Linked DNA regions of Mus musculus: region 1 is linked to region 2. A link is a contact called in public HiChIP or PLAC-seq data. All regions are on one chromosome and are shown on one strand. The core of a region is the stretch at or near the end of the contact, and the rest is flanking DNA. Distances in the headings are between cores, read along the strand shown. Region 1 overlaps Gm39220 (a long non-coding RNA gene). Region 2 overlaps Tox3 (TOX high mobility group box family member 3).

Region 1 (2,882 bases), core at 273-2,772, 270 kb before region 2:
GCACCTCTTTGGTGGTATATGCTCTAGACTCTCTCTAGAAAGACTTAAGATGTGGAAGTTTTAAGTCACCTTTTCACTGGGGCTTCTCACTCTTTATTTAAGGGATTGAAGTAAATGAGAGGACTCCCCACTCCATCTCCCACCCCCACCCCAACCCCAGCCATTTCACCCAGAGCAGGAAGTTTCTTTCAAATAATCCTCACAAGAGGACATCTTGGAAGATCTCCAAGTGCTCTGACCGCCTTAGCTCTGGCGAGCATCAGGACGAACGTTTGCTCAGATCTCTTGTCCTTACGGTTCCCTGTTCTTATTTTATCCTCAGGATGAATCAGATATTCATAGATGACTCAACACAGGCGCTTTGGAAAAGATTCGCAGTCAGCCTTCTCCTTTACCGTCAGGACACCAGAGTCCAAAGGCTTGGTATCCAGGGTATCCAGGCTTCCATAGCCAGCCACACCTGCTGGAATCTTAAGCAGGAAATTAAAAAAAAATTCAACAAAAATAAAGTACCCAAAATTTGCAGTGAGTGATAATTGTAGAAAATATAGCAAAAGCAAGCAAGGGATCTCTTATGTGTATATAGCTAATATAATGATTCAGGTACATGATGCATTCATATATATGCATATGTACAAATCTGCCTGTGCGTGCTTCTTCCTTCTAGCTCAAGCACACCTTTGAATCTGCCATCAAACTCCTTTATCTTCTGTTTGCCATTTGTTCTAGCCCTTCTGCTGTCCTTCTACTCTGGTATAGAAGCTGAAGGACCTGATTCCTAAGTTGATGTGTCTGGTACCGTGTGTCCCATTGAAGCAGTATGCAGTCAGAAAAGACGTTTGTCTTCGAGGTGAACGGAAGGAATGTGGGACACAGATACTAAGTAAGACCCAGATTTCTGACTGGTCAGCAAGGACGTACACACAGCCAGCAGGCAAGAATGGAAACCTGCAACCAACAGCTCTTAGAAGCGCAAGAACTGAGCAACAGGAAGCCTTTGGAGAGGTGGTCTACTGTTACGGAAGATGTCGTGGAAGGCCAGTGCCCTCAGGCCTGCATATGGCTGTCCTTTAGCTTGCACACGATGTTGCCTTCAGATGTCTCACACCTCCACTTTTAAATGTTCATAAAAATGTTTTAGAGCTGATCAATCATGCCTCAAAAGAACCCTGAATTTGTTTAGAAGCAAAATGTAAAACATATTAAATGCAAGAGCCCTGAAGTTCCAGAAGGTGCCCTGTGTCTCTAAAACATAATTCATGTGCCAAGTAAAAAGTACCGTTTGAGAAGTGTCATATAGGGATGCTAAAAAGGCAGCCTGGTCCAAAGCCCATTGTTTTCTAAAGATCTTAAAGTTCCTTTTCAAAAAAAATGATGGAGAATCACCTTCTTTTGTCTTATTGGTAGCCACTTGGGCAGAAGCGTGCCCTGGCCCTTGGAATGGAGGAGAGCTGTGTTTTCTTATGCAAATAGACAGTGCCTCCATCAGCCAATTGCGGGCATCTCATTTGCATAATGACTGGCCTCCTTAAAGCTGGGCAGTTAAACCAGATAGTTTTTGAATTTCTTTTGTGGAATGGCTGCCTCTGTACTTAATGCTGCGAACTGAGGGGAGGTGAGGGAGGGTAGTGACTAAGCAGTCTCTTTAAATACTGCCTCTGTAATCATCTGTGGAATTAAGCTGCAGAAGTGCACTGACTCATTAGAAATGGAATTATGAGAATTTTTATTAACGGCAGCTCCAGACTCAACACAAAATACTCACTAGAGTCATTGTTGTTAGGAAAGGGCATTCTTTTTTTTTTTTTTTTTTTTTTTAAGAAAATAAATATGTATTCACTGTCTGCTTTGGACATATGTGAGGGAGACAAAGCAAGACAAAAGACCAGCTTTTATTTTTAAGGAGGAAAAACAAAATTTTGAAATGTAATTCTGCTCTGACTTCGGAGGGAATTCCGATGCCAGGCATTTTGTGTGTAAAGGGATTATATGTCACCTATGTGAAATGAAGCACGAAACCAACCAAAGAGCTATGAATGTCCTAAGTGCAGAAAATAATATATAATTTATGATACTTTAAATCTCATTAAAAACACTAGCTTTTGGAGCTTCCTAGCAACCAAGCCTCAGGAGTCCCTCTGTAAAGAGGTTGGCTCTCCCTAAGCTCCAGGTCCAAAGCTGTAATAAATGAAGCCCATATGGTGAGAACACGCCGGTTCCCCGTGTGAAAACCATTTGCTCGGGTGTTCTCGATAGCCTCACATGATAGCTTATAATTTGCTAATCCAATATAATAAACATGAAAGCACTTTGTTAAACTAATGTTCAGGGTCTGAATTAAGCCAGTCAAGGCCAGAGAGTTAGAGAAAACATTCAGAGATCCCTAATTGCTGCCTTGACTCTGGAGGGAGCAGAGTGAGTTCCAGCAACAGGGACTGGGGAAGATACCTGCATCTGCCTGTCACTTCACATTCATAACAACCGTGATAGTCAGCAGAGAGTGTTTTTCTGTGCCCATTTGTCAGATGAACATACTGAGGTTCAGGAAGAGAAGTGGCTGCTGTGGAACTTAGTCTGGGTTGGGCGAGGGGTCCTGAAGAACTTCCTTTGTGTCTTGTGCTAATCCCTAATAAGGTTTCTAACATCACTTAAGCACACGGTCAACCGGTCAACCTGACCAATCAAGCAGGGAAGGATATTTGTAGCAGAGTATTTGTTCAGTGTATGCAAGGCTCTGATCTTCATCATTATTGCAACAACAACAATTACAGAAAAGGCCAAGTCAGCAAGTTTTTCTAATAAGCAAAAAATAAACTTTTAAGGCAAAGATACTTTGGGGGTATCTTCTTTACAGTTTTTTTTAATAGTAAAATGACCTTTGT
Region 2 (2,891 bases), core at 7-2,506:
TGGTCTTTGAGAAGGAAGGGAAGCGAAGTCCATTTGTATGCTTTGTAGATGTGGCTGCCACTCCAAACAGTACAAACTCGAAGGCATCCAGTGCTTGTCAAAGATTAAAGTATGTAGTGTTCTCCAGGAAAGGGTGTTCCTCCCTAAGAATTTTTAGCAATTGAATTAAATTCCAATTTCTGCTCATTTAGAAAGTTTTAAAACTCCAGTAATATTTGAATTAAGGTTCAAGTTCATAAAAATCCAAATTGATCCAAATTTGAATCAATAGTTGTTCATCAGGTCCAAATCTGGCTTTTAAAGCGATATGTTCTCAAACACTGGGGGATTCTTGATAAAGATAACCACAGACCAAAAAAAAAAAAAAAAAAAAAAACTTCAGTGTACTTGCACTGTAACTAGGTCAGAGAAAGCAGAGGTGGTGAGTCATTTGCCTTCCCTCTTGTATGGGTATTTCTATGATATCGCCAGTAACGCTCAGGTGATGAAGTCTATAGAGAAGACCTGGTTGGTGATCAGGAGCACTTGCTGGTCTTGCAGAGGACTGAGGTTTGGTTCCCAGCACCCACATGGCTGCTCACAACCTTCTGTAACTCCAGTTCCAGAGGATCCAATGCCCTCTTCTGAGTTCCATGTGCAGTGCATACATGTGGTGTATAAGCATACATGCTGACAAAATACACATACATATAAAATAAAAATAAACAGTTAATAAATAGCAGGCAACAGCAGCACGTGAATAGGAAGCTTGGCTGTGTATAGATTTGGATCTCTACCTATTACATATGTAAGACTTGAGAGTCTGCACTTTGACCCTGTCTCTGTGCAGTGCTGTGCATTCAGGCTTACTTACCTTGTGTAATGAACAGCTTTCTCTTAGCTTTCCTGTTAGTCTCGGTGGTTTTAAGTAGCAACTTGTGTTCTTTTACAGGCTATTAATGTTACGATGAGTATTCATTTCTTTTCTATCTCTAGTTAAAGTGGTTTTGACATTTTTATATTTCTCGTTATCGTGTCCTTTAGAAAGTTATTATTTTAGAAAATAAAGATGACCTTTCCTTTATTGTGCAAGTGTAGTGATTACAGCTAATTTCTATTTGCACTTCCAGAGGCTCATTAGCACAGCAACCTTCTTGTAAAAGAGGGAAAAAAAAATCAGCCACACAAAAATCAATTCTGACCAGTCATACAGATGGCATGTAGCTATGGCAGGGGGCCTTGTTTAAAATATGCTAATATGATCTACATCCAAAATGTTATTAGGTTTTCCTCCTAAACCACCTCACTGTGAACTGTCTTGCTCTCATGTGTGTGTGTGTGTGTGTGTGTGTGTGTGTGTAGCATAGATAGCGTGGTTTGGTACAGAGTGTTCGGGCTTTCATTACTCATAATTGCCATGGAAAGCATATGTTGCGAATATATTGAAGCTACTTCCTGGTCTCATTAATCAGTGTTCTAAATGCTAATCTCTGCTGTCCAGTTAACTCTGAGCAAGTGAGCCCCTCCCCCGCTTTTGGTGGTAATTCATCTGTTGACGATGCTGAACAAAACCTTCAAAGAGCAACTGTGGCTTGGGGTAGGTCTTGCTGCATTTTCTGCAAGTTCATTCTAGGCAGTGAATTTTCTTCCTGCTTTGCAGGCCATTGGAGAGAAAAGAACAGCCCCAGATTCTGGCAAGAAGCCCAAGACTCCAAAGAAAAAGAAAAAGAAAGATCCCAACGAGCCTCAGAAGCCAGTGTCAGCATATGCCCTGTTTTTCAGAGATACACAGGCTGCAATTAAGGGTCAAAACCCCAACGCAACCTTCGGAGAAGTCTCGAAAATCGTAGCATCTATGTGGGACAGCCTTGGGGAGGAGCAAAAGCAGGTAGGACAAGCCTCTGCCATGGGCATCATTTAAAAAGCTACCGGAATATTCCTTACATCTACTATGATTGCTTCTTAAGAAAGCCCATCTAAGCTATGGAATTAACACACACACAAATAAATCCAAACAACTCTACTTGTATCGATTTTTTAGTCAAGTTAAGGGTACATGTTCAGAATCCATTCACAGGAGACTTGGGAGAAATCCGGCCAGCGGCCTGCAAGCATAAACTTTTGATGATAATCTTTTCATTTTAAATAATGCGGAATTTTCACCCTTTGTTCAGAAAGGACCCTACAAAGGGATTAGGTCCGTCCTGCTTGCTTTTCCATTGATCATCTTTCTGAACTCCTGCGCTATCCTGGTGCGTTTCCAAACTTTGAAGCTGCCTCTGCGTGTCTCATTATTGTCACTGGGCATTTGAAATTTTATTCCAAGTTCATTTGAAAGCTAGGTAGTGTGAGAGGTATTCAGAGATTCGCCATGCTGGTGGGAGATACTTCCTCAGGGGCCTGCTCCCTCTTCAACTACTCAGCACAAATGAAGAGAAGAGTAGGGGCCCTTTGGGGTTGGTTCTCCCTGCTTGCATAAAACTCCAATTACCTTCAACGGGAGTTTTATATATCTATGGGAGAACAGACCCCTATCCGTGATGAAACAGAATGGTGGCTTCAGAAGGGGGGCATGCAGAATGCACATCATGAACTCGGTCCCTCGGTTTGTTCAATGGAATGGTGCAACTATTGAATGTGCCTGTTGGCTTTCCATGAAGCTTATTACCATACACCCCACACGGATGTATGTTCCCAAATGGAACTCTAAGGAGCTAGGAAAATACTGCCCCAGACTTAACAGATTCTGAAGAGGCAGAGGTTTTCTTTGTTCTAACAGCCAGCCATTAGACTCTTTAAGAAAAATGGAGGCCAGATCTTATGTAATGCACCAGTCCTTATGCAAGCCCTTGATCTCAGTATGGCTCTCTCCAGGCTTTTATTATTTATGATTTCTGCTTCTCCTTTTCCTC

The links. HiChIP or PLAC-seq counts read pairs in DNA pulled down with a chosen protein or histone mark.
Region 1: an H3K4me3 HiChIP or PLAC-seq map of embryonic basal ganglia shows a contact between it and region 2, with 2.5 times the contacts expected there. The contact joins two enhancer-like sites. A contact is called at or near these places in 1 of 115 datasets of contacts at active chromatin or transcription factors (embryonic basal ganglia) and 1 of 9 other capture datasets (embryonic stem cells).

What each region holds. Positions count from the first base shown.
Region 1 is chr8:90,519,046-90,521,927 of GRCm38.p6, reverse strand. Gm39220 (a long non-coding RNA gene) reads left to right here. Exons shown (of 3, transcript XR_879076.1): 3 at 730-1,105. Among named protein-coding and RNA genes, the nearest start is that of Gm39220, 15 kb to the left of the region's middle. Within about 2 kb of position 1,522, at least 36 of the 459 cell types and tissues checked have an H3K27ac peak or open chromatin away from gene starts, as enhancers often do. A contact at or near this core is called in embryonic basal ganglia, where this site is marked.
Region 2 is chr8:90,253,251-90,256,141 of GRCm38.p6, reverse strand. It overlaps Tox3 (TOX high mobility group box family member 3), which reads left to right. Exons shown (of 7, transcript NM_172913.3): 5 at 1,640-1,867. Among named protein-coding and RNA genes, the nearest start is that of Tox3, 94 kb to the left of the region's middle. Within about 2 kb of position 1,256, at least 20 of the 459 cell types and tissues checked have an H3K27ac peak or open chromatin away from gene starts, as enhancers often do. A contact at or near this core is called in embryonic basal ganglia, where this site is marked.